3 separate regions of the Gossypium hirsutum genome follow, and all the other regions are linked to region 3. The links are chromatin contacts, called in public Hi-C maps. All regions are on one chromosome and are shown on one strand. Each heading gives the region's core, a stretch centred on a gene start, on an enhancer-like site or on the middle of the called end of the contact. The rest is flanking DNA. Distances are from core to core; before and after follow the strand shown. Region 1 has its middle 12 kb from the start of LOC121210892. Region 2 has its middle 24 kb from the start of LOC121210892. Region 3 holds the start of LOC107952566 (protein SOB FIVE-LIKE 5).

What was found. A called contact is a pair of places that touch in the nucleus more often than the background predicts.
Region 1: a contact with region 3 is called in a Hi-C map of leaf, with 6 times the contacts expected there. The contact joins the enhancer-like site here to the promoter of LOC107952566 in region 3. A contact is called at or near these places in 21 of 34 Hi-C or Micro-C datasets (anther, callus, cotyledon and 5 more).
Region 2: a Hi-C map of leaf shows a contact between it and region 3, with 2.6 times the contacts expected there. The contact joins the enhancer-like site here to the promoter of LOC107952566 in region 3. A contact is called at or near these places in 6 of 34 Hi-C or Micro-C datasets (callus, hypocotyl, leaf and 1 more).

Annotation. Positions count from the first base shown.
Region 1 is chrA02:20,763,346-20,767,701 of Gossypium_hirsutum_v2.1, forward strand. No RefSeq gene overlaps it. Among protein-coding and RNA genes, the nearest start is that of LOC121210892, 12 kb to the left of the region's middle. Within about 2 kb of position 1,581, at least 2 of the 9 cell types and tissues checked have an H3K27ac peak or open chromatin away from gene starts, as enhancers often do. A contact at or near this core is called in leaf, where this site is marked.
Region 2 is chrA02:20,727,386-20,731,295 of Gossypium_hirsutum_v2.1, forward strand. No RefSeq gene overlaps it. Among protein-coding and RNA genes, the nearest start is that of LOC121210892, 24 kb to the right of the region's middle. Within about 2 kb of position 2,581, at least 2 of the 9 cell types and tissues checked have an H3K27ac peak or open chromatin away from gene starts, as enhancers often do. A contact at or near this core is called in leaf, where this site is marked.
Region 3 is chrA02:20,522,951-20,527,128 of Gossypium_hirsutum_v2.1, forward strand. LOC107952566 (protein SOB FIVE-LIKE 5) reads right to left here and starts at 2,916. Exons shown (of 4, transcript XM_016887785.2): 1 at 2,243-2,916; 2 at 2,082-2,153; 3 at 1,915-1,986; 4 at 1,294-1,805. The coding sequence starts at 2,635. The coding sequence ends at 1,788. It also overlaps the pseudogene LOC107952273.

The sequences.
Region 1 (4,356 bases), core at 331-2,830, 240 kb after region 3:
TTGGAACTTTTGGTGGTACGTTCAAGCGCCAAACAATCTTAAGAACTCGGGAATCGGAGATCATTAGATTATCCTAGTAAAGCATCCAAGACACCTTTTTAACTGAAAATTTTCCTTTAGTATCCATAGTCCATATCAACTTGTCCTCAATACCAATTTTCAACCTGATACTAGCCACTTTCCCCACAAGCTTATGTTCCCAAATATATAGAGCCCTTCGAAAGTGAAGAGATAAATGACCCTCAACAGAAAGAATATCAGCCACCGATGAGTCTTGCTGAGATGGTAAAGAGAACAAACTTGGAAACAAAGATGGCAAGTAAAATACACCCGCCCATTGATTAAGCCAAAAATGCGCGCATTCGTCATTACCACTAACCTATTTACAAGCATTTAATAAGCATGGAAAGGTTAGAAAGTTAGAAAGATAAAAAGAGTGACTATAAAAATAGTGACTTTTATTTACCTCACATTATATTTTAGTCATTTACGTTTAAAATATTATGTTTTAATTACTTATGTTATTGTTTTATTATAAAATGACCACTCTATATTAAATTCCGTTACCTCCCTACCAATAGTTCTACATAGTAATCTAAATGGATTTTAAATGACAACTTATATATCCAATTGCTGGGATAAAAATAGATTTTTAATTAAATAAATTTAATTTAAACTACCACGTAGGACATCTAAGTTGGCATTTAAAACCCATTTGGATTGCCACGTAGGACTGCCGTTAGGGAGGTAACGAAACTTAACAGCAAAGTGATCATTTTGTAACAAAACAATAATGTAAGTGACTAAAACATAACATTTTAAACATAAATGACTAAAATGTAATCTGTGTCAAACAAAAATGACTATTTTTATAATTTACCTAAAATAAAAATATAATTTTTTTATAGATGTGTAGAAAGAAAATGGTCATACATTGTTTTGAAAATTTGAAAATTTGAAAATTGAAAGAAAATAAAATAAATTAATTGAAAAAAGGTATAATTTTGATCTAACATGCATGTTTCTCATTTTCTCTCTTGTGAGTCTATTTGACTTTGGAATCATTGAATGAGAGCTATGAAATAATTTCGAGCCAAAATTGATTTTTATTTTAAAATTAAGTAAAATTAACTTTAAAATTAAAATAAAACTTGGATTTAATAAAATTGATTTTACAAGATTTGGATTTGAATTGAAAACTAACAATTAAATGGAGATTGAGTTTAAATTTTATGTTGAAATAATTTATAAGTTTAATTAAAATTTAGGAAATTTGGCATGATGAGGGTGGAAATTGGGATATCCAGTCCAGGTATGGTTTTTGGAGAAAATTTGTTTTTAAATAAAATCATTTTTATTCTAATTGTTTTATTTTTAAATGATTTTGAGAAATAAAACTACTTTGGATTTGGTTTTTAAATATATATTTTTTAAAACCCATTTTATTTTAAATTAGGTAAAGCCCAAATCTATTTACTTAAGGTTTAAATTAAGTCAAGTCCAAGTTCAAATCGGGTCAAACTCAGAAGTACAAGTCCAATCAGCCTAGGAGGCCAAACGGCCCACGTCTTTATGAAATTTCAGGTTAAGGTTTTGAAACCCTAAGGAAGCCGCCGCGCACATGTGGTAAGGGAAGAGTCAAAGTGCATTAAGTGGTATTTACTATCACGTTTGTCATTCATTTATATTTTTTTTTCTTTTTCATTTTCATTTTCATTTTTTAAATATCAATTAAAAATATTTTTAAAATACAAAAAAATTGAAAAACACAAAAACAAAATGGAAATATTGAAAATCCAATAAAATTAGAAAAATTGAAAGAAATAAAAAAATCAAAAAGTGAATATTTGAACAAATTTTCGTGTAGAATCGAATAGATAGAATTGAATGAAAATGATGAAATAAGATAAATGGGTGGCATTGATAAATGAATGCGTTTTCTTGATAAATACAAAAAGGACGTGAGAATTACTTTAAAGTTTTTTCAAGTAACTATTTAATTAATTAAATAATTGAAATTTGAAAATGTAATTAAATTAAGAGTAAATTATAAAAATAGTCACTTTATTTTGCCCCAAATTACATTTTATTTTTGAAATATTACGTTTTAGTCACTTACGCTATCATTTTGTTACCAAGATAGGTTTAGAAGTTTAAGTTGAAAGAAATTGACAGAAGATAGTGAGGAAATTAAGGTTGTTCGAGCTAACAGTGGGAACTCCAAGAGCCTACCGGATTGTTTGTTATTGGAAATTTATGCACATTTTGCCAATAGGACGAGTCCTAGTGTCATGGGTTGCGCATGGGAACCTGCAACCATGACGAACTTGTACGATCCATTGCATTCGAGGGAGGTCATTTGGCCTAATCAGACCAGTCCATTACTTTGAGAGATTGAAAGCCCATCTCCGGAGCTTGGCAAATACGGAACGTGATCTTCAAAGATATGCTTGGCAAATATGGAAGAGGATCTTCAAAGATATATGATCCTAGACATTAAGTGTAATCTTTAGAAGATACGATCCTGTAATCTTAAAGATTTGATATCTAGATAACTTTAAATCTTAGCCATTAATGTATTTCAATCTGTACCGTTGATATTGGGAAGGTTTAGCTATAAATAGAGGCATCTCCCCCTCATTGTAATTCATTTAGTAATTAATAGAATTTTGAGAACATTCACTCAATTTTTTCTCTCAAGTGTTCTTGTTTTTCTGTGGCTTTTGTTCATCTTTCAAGTTCGTTCTTACTTCGTTCTTCTGCTATGCGGGCTTTAGAGGAGTTCTGTTGAATCCTCAATTGTTGCGAGTTAGGCTGACTTAGGCATTTTTTAGCGAAGAAACTGCCTAAGACCTCACGGATTACTTGTGAAAACTCTAAGTCCATGCAATTGGTATCAGAGCTAGCGTTGGAAGGCACCGTTGAAAGATGTTGAAAGAAGTTGCTAAGAATGTTGATGGAATGGAGACTCGTGGAGGGCTAAGAAAGCTATCCGTTCGAGGGACATGCTGTCAGCTTTAGAGGATCAAGTCGTCACTCTCGAGGAATCTATGGGGGATTCTAAGGAGAGGATTGATGATGTCAATAATAGGCTTAATGATGGGTTGCAATCTATGCAAGAGCAGCTCAAAGAGTATGTGTTGGATAATGTTTAGAAGTTGACTGTAGGGATGATGCCATCAAGGCTATGATGACTAGTAGGACTGATGCCATTGAGGCTATAATGATGACCTTGAAAGAGGAGATTGCGGAGCTCAAGGGTAAACTCACAATCTACAAGGCTACTTTGGGCAATGAAGGGTTAGTTGCTATAGCACCCAAGCCCAGTGTGGATGTTCCCAAGCCCAAGGAGTTCAAGGGAACAAAGTTCACAAGAGATGTGGACAACTTCCTATAGGGAGTCAAGTAATACTTCCATGCCAAAGGCATCACGGATATTGCCACTAAGGTAATTACTACTACTATGTATCTTACTAACGTTACCTTGTTATAGTGGCATCGTAGGTCCACCGATGTGGGACGTAGTGGGACAGAAATTGAAACTTAGAAAGAGTTTCAATGCAAGTTCAAGGTACAGTTTTATCCAGAGTATGCCAAGGATGAAGCTCAAGTAACGTTGCACCGACTTTCGCAACAAGACACTGTGAGGGAATATGTGCAAGAGATTAGTAAACTCATGCTTCAAATCTCAGATATGGGTGAGAAAGATACATTCTTTTCCTTTATGGATGAGTTAAAACCATGGGCGAAACAAGAGTTGCAACGCTGAGGAGTCCAAGAGCTTACCAAGGTCATGTCTATAACAAAGTCGTTGGTCGAATTTGGTGGGAAGAAAGATAAACCTGGGTCTTCTAAGCCCAAATTCAATCCAAAGGGAAATAGTGGGAGAGACATAGAAAGACCCCCTAAAAATGGCAACGGTAAAAAGCCTTGGGACAAAAGGAAAGGTGGGCCTATAAGTTGCTTCCATTGTGATGACCCACATATGATTAAGGACTGTCCAAAGAAAGTCACACTCTCTGCTATGGAAGCAAAAGTGGAGTCAGACGTAGAGGATAACAATCTTGGTTCGATATTAGAGAGTGTCAAAGACAAGATGGGTCATGGGCTGATGTTTACGGACATGATAGCGGCCGGCAAAAAGTTGAATGCACTTGTCGACACAGGAGCGTCTAATTTGTTTATGTCCGAAGGGGCCGCTCACAAACTTGGCCTCAAGATGAAAAATGAGTCGGGTCAAATCAAAACGGTGAACTCGAAAAGTGTTACAATCAAGGGGGTTGAAAAAAGAGTAAATTTCCAACTTGGCAATTGGATCGGTAAGGCTTCCATCAAGGTAATACCACTTGATGACTA
Region 2 (3,910 bases), core at 1,331-3,830, 200 kb after region 3:
ACAAAATTAAAATGTACAAAACATTTTAAGATAAAACTTTGGTTGAGTGATAAAATTAAAGTTTTCTCGATACAAATCTCACGTTATGTGAATTAATTGTCGGTTTTTAAAAAAATAAAAAAAAACTAAAATATCCTAGAATAATATAACTTATTTCAAATATGGAATGATATTTTTGTAATTTTTCTAACCGATTTAATATCTAATTGACTCGTGACACCAACTCAATTAGGAATTTAAATAATACTAAAGATTTTATTACACATATGTGTATGAAAACTAAGTTTCAAAATGTAAAAATATGTTTAAAATAATATAAAATAAATAATAAAATTATAGATTGAAACTAATTAATAATAATACATGCAAGATGTAAAATACTAAAATAAAAAAATTAAATTAAATTATGAATAAAATAAATTTTAAGCATGTAAATAAATCAAATTAAATATATTAAATACAATACTATTATGTATCGTAATATTATCATCGAATTAACGCTAAAGGAGAACAATAGGACGTTAAAAACGCGGCAAGACATGAAAAGTTTATTACTCTCGGAAAAATCTTTCATGACTGTTTATAATTCAAAAAAAAATTTACATTCTTTCGCCATTGATTTTAAGGTAGCAATATTTATCTAATTTAATAAATAGAGTATTTGATGATTTTGATATTTGTAACTCTAAAAAAAAATTGAGTTCATCTTTATACCACTAAAACTCTTTTGCTTCTTTTGTCTCGACTCGATTTTCATATTTTTTATTGTATTCCGTCACAAAATTTTGAAAATTATATTATAATTTTTACAAAAATTAATTAAATATATTATAAAACATTATACATGAAAATTACAATGAAATATATAAAAATATCATTTATAAAATTAAAATATACATTATAATTTCTTATGAAATTATAATTGAAAATAGTTATAAAATTAAAATAAGGGTATTTTGTAAATATATAGTTTATGTACGTTAGATTAAAGAATAAAATAAAATATTTTATTTATTTCTACTGTTAAAAATTGATCATTGTATATCAAAATGAGGTGCAAATGACACACCACATGTAACTATCTAGTTATTCTATTAGCAATGTCAGTTTTTAATAGTAAAAATAGATAATTTTTTTACTAAAAATGACTAATTTACTTTTTAATCTAATGTATAAGGACTAATTTTTAGTAAATGGTGCAAAATGCAATCTAATTCCTAATACAGGGATCTCTATGATACTTCTACATCCTAAACTTGATTTATACAGATACAAACAAAATCTAGAATTCAAAAATTTATATTCGTAACTAGAGGTGGATGGGGGCAAAATTTTTGAAAATTCATTTTAAACCCTTAAATTTTTTAGTTGACCCCCCAAAAAAATTGGAATTTCTCATTAAATTTTTCAAAATTTTAGTTAGATCTCTTTAAAAATTTTGTCAATTCTCATCAAGCTTTTTAAAATTTTTGAAAGTTTCCTATCAAAATTTTTTAAACATTCTCAATAAATCTATTTTTCTTTAAAAAGTTTATTTAGGCCTTTCAAATCTTATCACTAAGATCTATGCTTTTCCTTTAGAACAAAGGAAATATATGCTTAAACATACTCGAACCTAACTCGAACTTACGTTTTTCTCATTGTTATAATAACAATGGTGTCAACTGAATTAAGATTCAATTGATTTTCTATCCCTAATTTTTTATTTCCTTTTTTGCTATTGTCAGCATCTGGTTATTGAAGGGTGTATATCCATATCCCTTACATTATGGGCTTTGCAGGCAACAAAGAGCGGTCCCCAAATTACCAGCTGCTAGCTGCTTAATGATTTCGGCAACACCACCATACTCCCTCGACCAACATTCTGGCTGATCCCTTTGAAGAACAAGCCCCCCTAAATGACTTTTCTACTTTTTTTTTCTCTCTCTTTCAATTTGCTAAACCCAACAAACTCAAGTCCCCATCAAACAATAACCAAAGTCAAATCTCCTTCATTGCCTTTTGTCCTCCAAAGAAAATAATATTGATTTATTTTGTTTTACTTGGAAAGCACATGAATTGCACAAATGATTGTGGAATGGACAAGCCTACATAGACTTTCTTTCTTTTTCTTTTTTCTAGATATAGTAAAATATTTTATATATATTCGATCAAATGTCAAAATCTTGATAGCATATAGATCATTGCCTTTCTGGATAGCATATAAATCTTCCAAGCTAATTTCTGTATTGATCTGTTGAAACCTTGACTTGCATGCCTAGTTGAGAAAAGTACTTGTAGCATGATCTTTGATTCGTGCTTGGTACTGCAAGACAAAAGACAAAAAACAGAAAGAAGCAAAATTAATTAATGTCCTTTTTTTGGAGGGCGGTTTTTGTTGACAATTTGAGATGTGGATGAGAGGTTGAAGGATGGGCATTTACAAATTAATCAAAAGAGATGTGTCAATTCGTAGTATTTAAATTGTCACTGAAAATAAAATAAATAAATAAAAATGGCAACGATATTCACCATCCAATAATGCAAGCTATGAAACAAAAAGGAAAAGAAACCATTGAGTGGACCTAAGAGAGAAAATCACCAAACTTTGATATCATTCTCACACTGAACACCGTCCATACGAAAAGAAAGATTTGAGAAACTCAAGCTCTCCATAGCCTGGTCGGTATCATTCAGACATGATTTATCTATATATACACATATATTATTAAAGATCAATATGAAATTATTGACTCTCTCTTGTCCTTTGGACATTTAATTTGTATTTACTTAAGGATCAATGCTCCAAAGTCGGTATTCCAACACCAAAACCAAAACCGAAAGAAAATATGAAAATATAATAATTTATTATTTAACAAAATCATGCGACTAAATAATGTTGATGCACTTTTTCAAGGAGTGCCTAGGCCAGTGCTGACGGGTAGTAGCAATGGCTACATAGAAAAATTGTCATGTTTGGATTGGCAAATTTTGGCAATAAATATGTTTAAGTTATGATTTCTTTAATTGATTGAGATACTTGTCAGCTCATCCTTGATATTCAAACTACACTTAAAAAGAGATCTTAGAGATTTGTTTGAATTTGATTGAAGCAATCATCATCCCTTTTACTTATGGATCAGATCAACTCATGACCACAAAAGGAAATATATCGAATTGATTGAAATCTTATTTTACGGTATATATATTATATGTGATATTTATCTTACTTAATTTGAGGGATAATTGATTGTAACATTTTAGTATGTTTTCAAGTCTCATCCACTTACATATAGTAAGAACTTGTCTAGGTATGTACTTATTGGGAGAAATTTATTTTGTTCAGTGAGTAACGTATTTTTGAGTGCATTATTCTATAATAATCAAGTGTGTGACTTGGTTAGAGTCCTAAATTTTCAAGGGAAAAACTTAGAGGGGAGATGTTTAGATATTATGTGCAAAAGTGAGAAGTATAAACTAGTGAGTGTTAGAGCTTGGAAACACTTGTTGTACAAAGTACTAAGATAGTTAATATTCTCTCTAGCTAAAGCCCCACAGATGTAGAGTAATCAAACTGTGTAAACATCTCTTGAGTTGTTATTTTTTTCTACACTTTTCATTTCTTGTGCCTGAAGCAGTTGCCACTGGTATTAGTACTGCTCCTGGCACTGCTCAATTCTGCCTTCAAATATCAATTTAGACTAAACAATTGGTATCAGAGCGTACCATTAAACACACCTAGTGGACTTGTAACACCCCTAATTCGTAACTGTTGTTAGAACAGGATTATAGAGCATTATCGGAGTTTACAGAAAATTCATATCATTTATTATTCATATCTAAAAATAATCATACTGTCCTTTGAATGGGCCCTCTAGGCCCAATTTAAACATTAGAATCAAATTGGGACTAAATCGGAATCTCAAAGAAT
Region 3 (4,178 bases), core at 1,666-4,165:
TGGTTGACTCGTAAACTTCAATCCGTTGACCAGTTCAACCGAATTTATCTATTTTTAAATATTTTATTTTTAATAATTTATTTCCCTGGATTTTAGTATTCCAAGTGCTTGTAAGCTGATTGACGAAATAGAGAATAGAAAGCATGATGACATCCTATTATGAAATTTTTTTTAAAATCACTAACGAAGACAGCACGTTGCATTATCCGGTTGACATTAACCTTAAATGCGAATATATATGCTAAGATACTAATTTGTCAAGTTCAGAAATGGACAAGAAAGAAAGATTAGAGGACAAAGAGGGGGGAAGTATTGTCCTTTTCCTATGATTCATGTCCCTATCCAAGATATGGTTTGCCTAATTCTCAGGATGGCCTGGAAAAACACCTTCACTTAATGATCTTAAAGGGAAACTCATCACCCAAAACCAACCTCAATAATTGCAGTTACTGTTTTTGCATGAATAACATTTTTTGTGGGTAGCTATCAGAAATGTGTGATAGAGATGGTGGTTTTTGGGACTTTTTTTTGGACAATGAAGCTGCCTTTCATCCAAACTATATATCTGTTTTGTATCAGGTTAAGCATAGGTTACCAAATTTTCTAGCCCTGCCTAGCTTTTATGTTAGGCGGGTGTTATACCTTGCTCCGATTGGGATACGTGGTAACACAAGAATCAATTGGAGAGACTCACAAACGATCATCTGTCTTACACCATTTGGATAGTCACTCATCAACTATTCACATGCCTCGTACATTACGAGAGGGAGTGTCCATCCTTAACCATCCGGTTGAATCTTTTGTTAAGTCATCCTTCTTCTCTTTATTCTCCTACGTTTTTGGCTTTCTGTCCTAACATGACTTTCCTCCACATCACTCTTCTCTACTTTTTCCACTCTCATTGATACCGCAATTTGATTAGCGATGGCAAGAGAGTAATATTCGAATAATTGTAAAAATTTGATTGGGTTGTTTGGATATTAATGCTCAAATACCGATATTACGAAATTTTCAGAAATCCGACCCATCAAGTAGTGCTTTTATAATGGGTTGGCTGGATGTGCACAAATGGGCTACAAAGGTACTCGCCTGATTAATGGAAAATACAGAGACACTCTGTCCATCCAAGGACCACTGCTATTTTTAACACTCTTCTTTTTTAGTTTTATCTTTTTCTGGTTAAAATGAAGATCCCAAGGTTAATTTTGCTTCTTGTTTTCAAGTTTTAAACCTATACAAGCCTTTTTTTTTTTAATCATTCTGCCAAAAGATGGGGACTAGTCTTTCTGACTGTTGAAATTTAAACAAGCTAATTTATTTGTGGCTGAGCATACAAAATTTTCAAGTCCTCAAGTTGGAAAAAAACTATGGTCGGCACAACATTCTTTCAAGGGAATTACTAGTTTTAAATCCTACAATCTACAGTGGATAAACCTGAAAAACATAGATTCTATGCTAATAGAACCAGATTCTACATTGTCTACGCAGTGTCAGCAAAATAAACTGAAGAAAACCTGCAATTTCATATATATCCAATGGCATCGAAATTTTAATTTATTTTTAATGTTCTCAGGTTGTTTCCCACTGCATTGACAGAAAGAAATTAAAAAAAAAAAAAGAGTAGACTCGGAGAATAAAAAAAACAAGAGTAAAAAGGAAGGAACAAAATCCCTTTGAGATCTAAGGCCTTTTTGTTTTGTTTTTCTTTTTCTACAACATTCCTCCCATTTCTCTCTCCAGAACAGCTGCATTAGTAGAGACAAAAGCTGTTACAATTTACCCTTTTGTCATTCCTTGCTTCTTCCCTGGAAACCACCACCAAATTCTTTTATCAAATTACAGCTTATCTAACCATCAAATTTCTCTTTTTTATTTTTAAGAATGTCGAGGAGAAAGTTAAAATCGATGACTAACCTGCAGGTTTTTTGAACCTGCTTTTCCAGATTTCAGGAAACCAAGTTTTTTCTGGAATGATGATGATTTGCCCTGAAAGTATCTCACAGGTGGCATAGTTAAGTTTATATATAATAATAATGGAAGACTTAACTGCTTTAAAGAAGGATATAGTATATATTTAGTACCTTAAAATGTGTACCCGAAAAGCCTTGTGAAAAGTCCAACAACTCCATTGAAGTATCTTTGTTGATGTTCTTCTGTAAAAACACCAGAAAACATCCATTGTTACTCTTGTTTTTGTTACAAACCAACCGAATAAGAACAATGAGAATATAGTGGAACTTACCTCGGAAAAGCTTATTACAGGGGAGCTGGCAGTGTCATCAAGAAAAGAATGTTGTTGATTATTGCTACAATGTTCCTTCATCTGCTTTTTGTTTTTGCTGGTTTTGTTAGCTGGTTCAGGATTTACAGGATGAGAACAAAAGCTTCTATTTTCATCGAGGCATTCCACATAATCTTGGCAGTAATAATGTCTTGGACCGGAAGATGCATCAGACACCATGGATAAACCCTCCTCTTCATCTTCAACCCCGAATCTAGCTCCTTTCACCCCATAAACCTCATCAAAGTTGCCGCCAAAATTTTGACACCGGGTTTGAGAGTAAGAGGATTGATCTAAGTAGAAAGTCCAACCAGATTCACAACCACTACCACATTGTGAAGCTGATAAATTCATTCTAAACTTTTTTTTTTGTTTTCCCTCTTGGGTTTTAGAGTTTTGACATATAAGCAAATTCTTGAAGCTGTTACGTATATAAATAGAATACAGAGGGTATAGCAGGATAAGACCAAAAGAAGCACACTCAAATCCTAGACTACTTTTCTCATTTCTTCAAGCCTTTCGCCATTTGTTTTTTACTTATGTGAATCAATCAAATTCGCCAGTGGCTCTGAGTGAGAGAGAGAGAGAGAGAGAGAGAGAGAGAGAGAGAGAGAGAATTGGTGAACAGTGCTGATAGGGAACCGATTATCAATTCATGTATACAAATGTAATAATACAGCAGCCAGTACAACAATGGTGCTGTCCTTTCAATAAAAAGTGAATGTATTTTACTGCTCATTTAATGCCCTCTATATCTTTGTTTCTTCCGGCATATCTTTCAAATGTTTTTATTTGGAACTTGGAAGTGATAGATGAGATTGTATTATTTGAAATTAAGATATCTTATGTAGACAGTAATGATTAATTTTTTAATTGAGGGTATCTTTTAAAATTTTAAATAATTAATTGTAATTTGACTTTATAATTAAAGGATAAAATGAATTATTATCATACCATATATTTTATAATTAATTAAGATGAAACAATTTGCAAATTATGAGACTACAAGATTCTAATGAAATTAAATAATGCAAGATGTCCTTTTCATTCAAAATTTAGCTAAAGACGATTCTTCAAATCCATGTTTAAACCAAATGTGAAACGGACATGCATGTTCCTTTGCTGAGTTGTCGTAGACTCATTATGGGGTATTAACTGAGACATTATTGTAAACTTATAATTTCCCTGTTTTCTTTTTGGGTCATTACAACAGATTATCCATCTATTTATTTTTTCCTGTGCCGCCGTTGGAATGCATTAAATGGTAGTGGGGTCTTGAGTGAGTGACCCCATGAATGTTGGATCGTTGCATAATATACGGCATCTAAAATATAAGTATTCCTCTTATCTCACGTTATTTTGTCAAAATTCTAGAATTTTGTTTATAGCCATAACAATTCATAGATTTGTAAAAGTTAATTAAAAGGATGAACTCGTGCATACAAAAATTAAGCCCAAAAATTTAATATAGCGTAAATTGATGGATTTCTTCCCTTACATATGTAATATTATATAGGTTACTCTGTAATATGATTTGGTTGTTAGATTTAAAATGTGAGATATCATATTTATTGCAAAAACAATTATGTTGAGGATAAATCCGAATTGAACAAATAAGAACAAATAGAGAAAATTGGACACAAATATTTTTATGAAAAAATTCTTTTAAAAAGGATAAAAAAACACAGGCAAAAAAAGTTTCACTAAAACGACAAATAACCAAAGAAGAATACAAAATGGAAAAAAAAAACAAGCCCCTAAATCCCAAAAAATACAAAGCTCTCTGGCTAAAACACAAAATTCCCCTCCACTCTCTTTTGTTGCGTTATCGAATCAATCTCTCTAGGATTCCTAAAAGCCCTATTCATAGGCTAAAATTCATAGGCTCATATGATTA